Regions from separate parts of the Mus musculus genome. Here region 2 is linked to region 1. The links are chromatin contacts, called in public Hi-C maps. All regions are on one chromosome and are shown on one strand. The core of a region is the stretch at or near the end of the contact, and the rest is flanking DNA. Distances in the headings are between cores, read along the strand shown.

Region 1 (5,140 bases), core at 1,219-3,718:
AGACAAAGTATCTCTCTTGGGAGAAAAAATTCAATTTTATTATGAGAAAGAGAAATAGCAGGTAAAGGTACAGAAGCAGGATGCTCCCGACAAATGCCAAGTCCCTACGTGTAGTCACCTGTATTCCATGCCCTGTAGTCTTGGGCATTTGGATACTTAGTTCCTAATTGGTGCATCCTTGGGCTAAGTCCTAGTTGTGGTGTGTCCTAGGTCCTAAGAGGTGTGTCCTTGTTGGAAGAGGTATGTCACCAGAAAGAGAGTTCAGACCTATGCCCACTCAGGTATGCTCTCTCTGCTTCCTGCTTTCTCTGCCTCCTGCATCTGTGCTGCACTCCTCTCATGGATTCTTCTCCTTCTGGAATTGTATTTCTCAGTAAAGTCCCTTCTGTACGTTGCCTTGGTCACAGTGTCTTATCATGGTCATAGAGAAGTAACTAATACACTCTGCGAGCTCCTTGGGAAATACAGGGCAGAGGGAGTTCAGCACCACAGCACTTGACCAGAAAACCCTCAGCTGAGTCGTAAAAAAAATTTGTATTTTCACCAGGGTCATTAAAATGTTTTAAGGGCAATCTTTTTTTTTTAATATGTTTAAAATACTGTTCAGGCCTCCAGGTGGAGAATAAATTGTATGTGAAGCAAAATTGAAGCAAGATACTAACACAAAGATTGCCACAGTGGAACAAGGCAGAGTGAGTCCACACAACCTGAGTGTTGGTCAAAGGGCCAGTGAGGTGGTAACAAATACTTTCTGTCCATTTAGATGCTAGTATGGGTGTGAACAAGTGTTACTTGCCAAAGTAAGGAAGAACATGGATAGTCAGGAGGTAGATACATGAGGATCAAGTTCACATCACTATCCAAGTCTGTGCAATGAGTCTTTGCCTGACTCAGAACAAAAGAAAAGTATGTGGAAAGGGTAGGAAGGATGTCAATAGCGTCTTTATCTCATCCATGTTCGTCACAAATCAACATTACTGGTTTAATTTTAAAACACAAATATACTTCATAAAGAGCACCATTTTAAGAACCAAAGCCCTCGTGCTGAGCCCAATATACTCATCGAAGGCAATTTTCTCAGACTTTGAGATGCAAACACACTGACGTGCTTAGGAGTTTTCAGTTGGTTGCTTTTCAATAAAGCCTGTGTAGTCTGACGTTTTTGTTTTTCATTTACTCCTTGAAATTTATCATCAACAGTTTCAGCATCATCCCCGGTATGGCAGTAAAAGGTAAAATACAATAACAGGGAACTCAGTAATTTGGCTTTTAAATGGCTTTATGCATTTATGTGCTATGTAGGCTATGTAGCAGATTGTGATAACAGAATCAGTTATAATCAAAGTGCAGCCGTACAAATATAGCAGACACCTTGGAACAGCTCCCTTTGTTGATCGAGACAGAGCAGGAGTGCCATCTTACACTATATTTTCTCTATAACAGCATAGCAGCCTCAACACCTTTGTTGCGTTTCCGTTGTGCTGCTATTGCGAATGTCCCCACAGTAGCACTTTACCTGTATTTATCATTGATTCTTGCACATTGAATTTTCTGCTCTGCGGACAACTAATTTGAGTGGCTTGAAGTATAAAACTTACAGCTTTCCCCTTCATTGTCCCAGTTCACATAACAATATAGAAGTCATTTCCCAGTGCAGAAAACCCCAAGGCCCTCAGACTTTGTTCAGCCTCCGTGGTGCTACATAATTTATTTTATTTCTCTGAAGCCTGCAGCGTTTCTTATGTGCTGTTAAGGGAGGGGATCCATTGTCAGTGTGTAAGCATCACTTCAATTAAGCTCTGCTGGCTTCTCTGTCTGCATGCGAATGTGAACTTGGTTGTCTTGAGAATGACAGTTGTTTATTTTACTCATGGGTGTCTGATGCTGGGTGGGGACTTACAGGTTGACTCAAATATTTATAAACATGTCTTTTGCTGTCTTTCGTGGAGACTATTCTAAAGTTAGGGGAGGTGCTTTTTATATTTTGTTGATTGTTTTTGGTTCTCACAAACTCCTTTAGCTTTCTCTTCTCTTGAATTCTAAATTGCAATTCTTGTTTTATCCAGCTAGTCCCAGAAACTATAACCTGGTTTGATTCCTGAAGTGGGAATAATGTTGTACCAGTAGGGGGAGCTCACACCATGCCTATTTTATGGGTTGGTTTGAAGTTAATTTTGTGGCTTTGTATCCTTAAGGGTGGAGCCGGTTTCACTTTAAAGCCAACAGTTTCTGGGGTTTGGAATATAAGTTATTTCTTCCAGTTGAAAAGTTAAAATAATCTGAAGTTGTAAATCTTAAGTGCGTTAACAGTTTAAGTCTTTAGCTAACGAATCGTCATACTGTGGTTGAAGTTTTCAGATTGCTGAAATGTAGAAGCTTTAAAATATACTAAAAGTTCTCTTTCTTTGTGTACATCCTCAAATCACTTCCTTCCAGGAACAGTGACCACAGGACTCGGGCTGAACACTTTTTGTGCTGATGACTGTAAGTCAGCATAAACAAGGCAGTTGCTAACCATGGTTGTGGATGTAAATGTGAGCTTAGTTTTTTCATAGATATCCCTGGAGGGATAGATACTTGGGGCTATCCATATTTCTCACTAAATTTGCATAGAATGGAGTTGGAAAGGCATACAGATCTCAACTAGCTCTGTGCTACTCAAGTCAGCAAAGGACTCAGAGCCAGTATCATTCCAATACCTTTTCTTTCCCAAGTTTGTTATTTTTGACTCTCCTTTGAGATGTTAGCAATTTTCCAAATTCTGCCTGAAATTTCAGTCTCTAAGATGGTGAACACCAAACACCTCTTCATATAATACGTTTCTGCAGGCATCTAATGTGACCTCAGAAAATGGAAAAGGGAGTAGCATCTTCTCTTTGTTCCTTTTCTCCACTCTTGAACATCTGTCTAATGTCATGCATAAGGATGCCCAAGACTCTGCTCTGCCCACAGCAAACTCATGATTCAGAGACTGTACCATTCAGTGAATTGGGAGAAGGAAGGTTCCAGCGTGTGTTTTCTTCATCAGAATAAGAGATCACAGTTGTCTCCAGACTAGCCCATGAATTTGACTTTCAAAGCATCCCTGAGTCAAGACAGCTGACTAATTGCTAACATTATGCCTCATAAATCTGAAAGTCTGGACTAGAAAGTGTGCGATGCCTGCCTCTTGATGGACATTAGTTATGAAATCACCTCTGTCATAGAATTTTCATCTAAATCACTGTGCTGTTTCATAGGTTACATGTGGTTGGAACCCTGGTGTAGAAGAGGGAGAGATAATGGAGAGAAGAAGATGAGGTGAGGTAGAAGAGGCTATTGAAAGTCGGAGAAAGGTTCTCAGGCATTTGCGCGTTTCCTCCGGGTGAACGCCACAATTGTCTAGCAATTTCCTAGCAATAAAATAGCTGTCCTGTGGTTGATGAGCCTTTAGCATGACAGCGTGATGACCTTAGCCTGGATTCTCGGATTTTAATAGCTCTGTGGTTCCCATAGGGTGAAGCTCTTTGCTCATTGCTTTCTTTGGCTTAGACTTTCTTCTCTGTCAGTGATCCTCCTGTGTACTGTTACCTCATTAGTGCTTGATTCCTAGAGCATCATCACTGCTACAATGTCTCTTTCTGTATCACACATTTATTTTAGATGGCATAAATTTAACAAAACAAGTTGTTCTGTGGACCCTGTAATCTTACAGGAGCATATCTATCACAGCAATGCACAGAGTCTAGGAAATCACAGATCATACCTGGCTTCAACTCCAGAACCCCTGGCCTTGTAGAACAACCACATTTAGGGTCCTACACATGATTTGGCATTTGTAATAAAATACATTTCTTTTCTAACGAAGTCTCATTCATTCTACATGTTTGAGTTCCACAAAAATTTAGATCTATTATTAAGTTTGGTGTCTGAATATTTTCCTCCCTCCACTGCCCTGCTGCTGTTCTAGTGGCTGTGGTTATGTGGTTCTGTGGGGAATCTACTAATGATCCTTCGGTTAAATATATTTTAGTTTCCCAGGCAGTTCCTTAGTTCAGCATTGTACCAGAGGTCAAGCTGAGTGGCTTTAATAGCTTTGTCAATAAATCTTACAAAATGTAGTATCTTAAACCTATATCACTTATATAGAAATTATAATATAGATATTACAGCAAAATACTCAAAACATGAGCAGTATTTGCACCAAACAAAATGGTATTACAAACCATTAATAATACTTATCAGGTAACTCATATCTTAGCCTTAGCTGTTGGGTTGATGTTAAGCTCTTGTGAAGTCACTCAGTGCTTTGTGAAACCTTCAGTTCCCAGATTCATTAGATTGCTTGGCTTCAGGAATGTAAGGCTCTTAGTGTTTTAGAGAGCAGTTCAAACACAGCATCTTGACGTGATCTTGGGAGACTGTGGCAAGAAGATGGCAAGTTTAAGGCCAAACTGAACTGGATAACAAAACCCTACCTCAAAATAAATCAAAACAGAGAAGAAGCAAGCCAAAAAAAAAAAAAAATTCCTTTCCCAAGGCAGTGGCATTATATAAAGACTCTGCCTGCTGATCTCTTGCCAGCCATGGAGCCTGTGCACTACTGCAGAGGCAATGCAGATACAGTGACTTCATTTGGGTTTATTGCATACCATTAAGTATCCTTTCAGAATGCAAAAATTTAAGTTCTTAGTTCAGACTTATATGTCTCCAAAAAAACCAATTTAGCTAGTGACTGTCATTCATGAATTGTACAGTTGGTAGACTAGGCCTTTGTTCAAGTTCTGGGAATAGAGAAGTGAAAAAGCTAACAATTATGATAGTGTGTTGGAATCTGGTGAAGTAGGGCAATGAGGTCAAAGACACTGGAAGAGGAACAAAGACCATCAAATTATTTACTTTATTTTATTGAAACAGATATACAAAGTTTTAGTACAAAGCAGCAGGGATAGGCAGTTGCTCAAAGGGATTCCTATAACAGCACTTTGAATTATCATATTTTATTAAATGGGAGGGCCAGGTCAGCTATGCAATTGCATAAACTGAACATGAAATCATTAAAGATTAAGTCTTCTGTTATTCATATGGGTGTCACACGCATAGCAAAAGTAGCACATTTAATTCCCAGAATCACTGGTTCATCGTAAAGATGAGTCATGTT
Region 2 (5,140 bases), core at 1,535-4,034, 250 kb after region 1:
AGTGGACCAAATGCATTTTCTATAAAGAGCAGATCACTTGTATTTACTTTAAAGAAAGAGAAAAAGATAGAGAATATTTGAGCAAGAAAATAAACAAAGCCAGCCAGTGGTGGCACATGGCTTTAACTCCAACACTCAAAAGACAGGCAGGCGAATCTCTGAGTTCAAGGCCAGTCTGATCTACAGCATGAGTTCCAGACCACTGTGGTTATACAGAGAACCCTGTCTTTAAAACAAACAAATAAGCAAACAAGAGAGGTGGGACGAACAACTTATAATAATATCATAAATCACATTAAGGGGCTGGAGAGATTGCTCAGGGATTAAGAACACTGACTGCTCTTCTTCCAGAGGTTCTGAGTTCAATTACTAGCAACCACAAAGGATTCCCATCCAATGCCTTCTTCTGATGTGTCCGAAGACAGCTACAGTGCCCTCATATAAATAAAATAAATAAATCTTTTTTTAAAAATCACATTAAGTATAGTAGTTTTCTAGTGAAAAGGTATGTTCTATTATTATTATTGTGGATTCTTTCTAAAATAATTATTAGAATTTCTCTGCTGCATCAAATGAGGTAAATCCAACTTGGTTATGTATTTCTTCTCTTTCTGTCTCACTGTCTCTCTCTCTCTCTCTCTCTCTCTCTCTCTCTCTCTCTCTGTGTGTGTGTGTGTGTGTGTGTGTGTGTAGCTATCTTCTCTCTCTCTCTCTCTCTCACACACACACACACAGACACACACACTCATTCTTCTCTGTGTGTGTAGTGTGTGTATGGTGTGTGTGTTGTATGTGAGTGTCTCTGTGTGTCTGTGTGTCTGTGTCATATGTGTGTGTGATATGTGTGTATGAGTCTGTGTGTGTATAGAATGTGTGTGTCTCTGTATGTGGTATGTGTGTGTGTTAGAGTGTGTAGACAGAGGTTGTTGTAGGTGTTTTTCCCTATTGCTCCCTCCTTTATTTTGAGGATTATAGGCTAACATGAGTTTTTACACAGATGCTGCAATCCTCATATTTCTGGGAAAGCACTTTCCCAAGTCAGCCATTTTCCTAGCCCTCCATGTGATCTTACTTAAGAGGGTAGCTCCTAATGAAAACAGCCCAAGCCTGGACTTCAGCTACTGGCCTCATAACTATATTTGCTGGTTCTGTGCAGTCCTTCAACAGAAACACACAGTTTTGCACAAACAATTTGAGGGTAAGCCTAATTAATTTGTTAATTTATTCAAAAGTTATTTTCACAGGAAGAATGATCTAGCTCTAATCACAAGTTAACGCAATTTTGAAAAACCTTTCTGGAATTCAAGGCCTGTGACTCATTTAGCATTAATAACTTGTTGAAAAATTATTTTTAATTATATTGGGGGCACAATATGTGCATGTGAGCACACATGTCCTCATAGGCCAGAGATGTTTGATTTCCCTGGAGCTAGAGTTTCAAGCATTGTAAGCTGTCAGATAGGGATGGTGGAAATCATACACAGATAGATCCCCTGCAAGAGCAGCATGTGTATGTGTTTGTAACCACTGGGCCATCTATCCAGACCACAAGTTGCAGAGTTTAAAGTTTATTAACATAAACCATTTCAAGTTATACACTTTCAAATTAATCTCAAACTAAAATGAAGATTATACCCATTAAGCATACCATTTAAGGACTGAATATTAGACATATGCATTACTGGTGGTTGCCTAGCAACCAGGGTATCTGCACTTAGAGTAAGTCTGTCCTAAATACTCATGTACGGTCCATGATGAGGAGCTATGCACTTGGCTTTATTTACAAGACAGGGTGTAGCTTTAATGGTATTAATGGTTCTGATTTTGCTACTCAAACGAGATAAGTTTCGATGATAAGATTGGGAAGGTGGTACCATGGTCATTAACCAACCAAGTGCTTTTGACAAGCAGTTCTAAGATTGATGCCTGCTTATCAAAGCCATGATGCCAATCATTGCCCATCACGGATTACATTACTTAATGTCAGGTAACCATCTCAAGGTTTAAAAATGTCTTGTGGAAAGTATACCTTGCCTCCATATTATAATTTTCTACAGAATACGAGATTAACTTATGAGTGCCTTAGAGCAATCCCAAGACTATCCTATTTTTTTAAAAATGCCTCAGGTAGGCCCCCCAGTCACAAAAGTGTCACCTTTCATCCCATCTTCTGCTGCTGAAGAACATTGTAACGAATAACCTTTCTAATTCCGTAAGCACTATGTCTGCACATTTACATTGTTGGAGTCCCTCGTGAAACAATTGCCAAGGAGCACTCTGAGGCACTGCAGCTGTGCCCTGCCAACTGTGTTTGGCTGCCCAGCTCCTTCTGGGCTCCCAAAGCTGGCAAGCTAATATGCTAATAGAATTCATTAGCCTGGGCTTTGACAGACAGTTAAAACAGGACTCCACATCAGCACTCCAGCACTGCAAAGCCATTTCATGAGGCACAGCTAATTCAAAGAAGATGATGACAGGGTTTGCAATCAGGGAACATTAGCATGTTGGGGCAGTGGAGAGGCTGAACATCCTAGGCAGGCAAAACTGCCAGCAGCCCTGATTTGATTTCTGCCATCACCGTTGGGCCTGGCAAAGAAAACCAGAGGTAATGGGATACACTGAGAGACCAGGCACAAGGACTGGCCTTTGAAGTAATTATTCTCTGGGGTAACAAGGGACAAGATGAAAAAGCTTTCAGGGACAGACAGTGGACACCCATGGGACCAAGTTTCCATTACAGCATGACACTGTGTTGAGCCACTCTCTCCACTTGAGAAAACAGAGTACTAAATAGGCTGTCCAGAGGGAGAGGACACAGGGAGTTTGTGGAGGAAATGGAGCTGTAGAGAGGTACAGCAAGGCAGAGGCTGCCAAGGGCCCATAAGAGAGCAACAATCATGAGGGATGCTTCAGCATCTCTGATGGCCGCCATGATCACTCCCTTGCCTTGCATCCATTAACCTCTACATTCATCATACTATAGAGGAAATAATAGGGGAGGGAGAAGCCAGAAGCCTAAGCTGGGGAGCAGTAAAATCCCTTAAGCCTTTGACAAAACAAATAAGCCTTCAGTGTCTCCCTGTTGGGACTCTTGGCTCTGATAAGCCTTCAGCATTCAGTATCTCCACATGGGAGCCCTTGTCTCTGTCCAGCTGAGAGCCTAAGCAGAATGATTATGGAAACACTTTCTGGAAGTGTGAGACTTTACGAGTCTGAATATAACCAAGCTCACCCGGCAATCCGTTATAGAGAAAGAGACCCAAAGTTAAAGCTGAACCAGAAATGAATCATCTCTCGTTTTATGGTAAATGCGTCTGAGTCAACTCTGAGGTCACCGGCTAAACTGGAAGTGTGCATGTTGCTAGCCGGTGGAGGTTCTAATTGTGTTCTAACCTTGAGCCTTCTCTGTACTGCTTGCTCTTCATCTTTACAAGAGAAGTTTCCCTAGCAGAGAATGACCACTAGACCAAGACTGACAATGAGATGATGCATAAATTATGTCACCTTTACCCTGCTTGGTTTAAGAAGCGGGACCCAAGGCACTTTTAGATATTAGCCTTTGCCCAGCACACACACAAACCCACACACTCACACACACTCAGGCATGCGTGTACACACATGTACACCCACACACAAATGCACACATCATATACACACATATACACACAGGCATGTATACACACGCACACCAGATTCCAGTGATGCTATATATTTTGAAGGTGTTTGTTTTTTAATTTGGGCACGTAACAAAAGCTACTCAGTATAATTATCAGCTATATGCATTATGTGTTTTCTCCAAAGTCCCCCATCTCCTTTCTTGCTTTCCTGTTTGAGAACTGCATCTCCACCACAGCTGCCATTGATATTCTTCAGCAGTATAACTTTGTTATTTCTGTAATTTCAACTATTTCCACTGTGGAAACAGTTTTCTACCAGCTTCAGGACCAATTTTTCATTGTCCTGTTGGAGAGCATTAGTGATGGACACTGAACTGGCAAGCAATGTGCTTTGCCACATAGCCACCAATTCAAATTTCCCTTGTCCAGAACTCCTCCTCCTGTGACCTGTTCCCACGAACAATGTCATTATCTCAGTATTTATCTAGTACAAAACTGAAATCACCCCTTTTCTCTTTCATCCCATAATTGAATGAAAACTTTGTACATTAACTCTTTCCTATCTCTTCCACTGATTCCATTTGCCATTTCTGTGACCAGGGAAATCTGGGCTTCCTTGGGGTTCTTAGTTATGTTAATAGGCGAATGTAGAAATTGACTAAGAACGAAGTTAGAGGGCAATTTTATTAGAGTTTGAGAGAAAAGCAACAGTGCAGGCAGGCTGTAAATCTCAGGGACTCGGAGGTAAGGAAGGAAGAAAGCCATGCATTTGCGTTAGGGAGCTCAGCATGTTCGGCAACATTAGCAATGTTCAGCAGGGCAGCACGAGGCTGCAATGCAGAAGGTCAGGCGCTTCAGAAAAAAAAGTGCCAAAGCCCTGAAGTAAAGCATAATTAGAGGTTTAGGCAGTATCTCAAGAAAAAGAAATAAGAAGAAATAGAAAAAAGTTAGTCTTTTTTCAGTTAGAACAAAGAACTAGGCTTGGATAGGGCTAGCAGGGCTGCATGGTGGATGCTCTCGACGAGACTGTACTCCAACTTCTGTGCTATGTCATTAAGAGCACAATTACTCTTCCCATCTCTAGAATGCCTTCAAATGAATCCGTTTCTTGAGGTGTAGTCTTCAGGACAAGTAATTGACAGATCCAGGTAGATTAACGATGATTTTTCTCTTTGAATTTTGTATTGAGAATTGCATACATGAGTAGCATATTTATGTCATTTGCACACTTCTTTCTTCTCCTCCAACACCTCCCATGTCCCCCAACTCCTCTTTAATTATTGTTACAAATATAAACAAACACATATGTATATATAAATCCAGCTTTATGGATCTGTTTAGTGCTGCTTGTGTGTATATTTCTTAAGGGATGACTGCTTGGGACTGGATAACATAGGGGCTTGCCCAAGGAGAGGCCTGATTCTTCCTCTCTCACCAGCCATTAATTGTCCATATTTCCTTTAGGGGAACTGATATTTTGATTATTTGATATTTCTCCTATCAACACTGGAATGTCAACTAGT

Evidence for each region. Hi-C and Micro-C count contacts between places; a contact is called where the count stands out from the background.
Region 2: a Hi-C map of the N1E-115 cell line shows a contact between it and region 1, with 4 times the contacts expected there. The contact joins two enhancer-like sites. A contact is called at or near these places in 3 of 484 Hi-C or Micro-C datasets (the N1E-115 cell line, cerebellar granule neurons and cortical neurons) and 3 of 115 datasets of contacts at active chromatin or transcription factors (astrocytes, fibro-adipogenic progenitors and large pre-B cells).

Annotation. Positions count from the first base shown.
Region 1 is chr1:50,960,348-50,965,487 of GRCm38.p6, forward strand. All of the region lies in intron 4 of Tmeff2 (transmembrane protein with EGF-like and two follistatin-like domains 2), which reads left to right. Among named protein-coding and RNA genes, the nearest start is that of Tmeff2, 35 kb to the left of the region's middle. Within about 2 kb of position 2,469, at least 35 of the 459 cell types and tissues checked have an H3K27ac peak or open chromatin away from gene starts, as enhancers often do. A contact at or near this core is called in the N1E-115 cell line, where this site is marked.
Region 2 is chr1:51,214,102-51,219,241 of GRCm38.p6, forward strand. It overlaps 9330175M20Rik (RIKEN cDNA 9330175M20 gene), which reads right to left. Exons shown (of 5, transcript NR_045151.2): 5 at 4,285-5,140. Among named protein-coding and RNA genes, the nearest start is that of Cavin2, 72 kb to the right of the region's middle. Within about 2 kb of position 2,785, at least 56 of the 459 cell types and tissues checked have an H3K27ac peak or open chromatin away from gene starts, as enhancers often do. A contact at or near this core is called in the N1E-115 cell line, where this site is marked.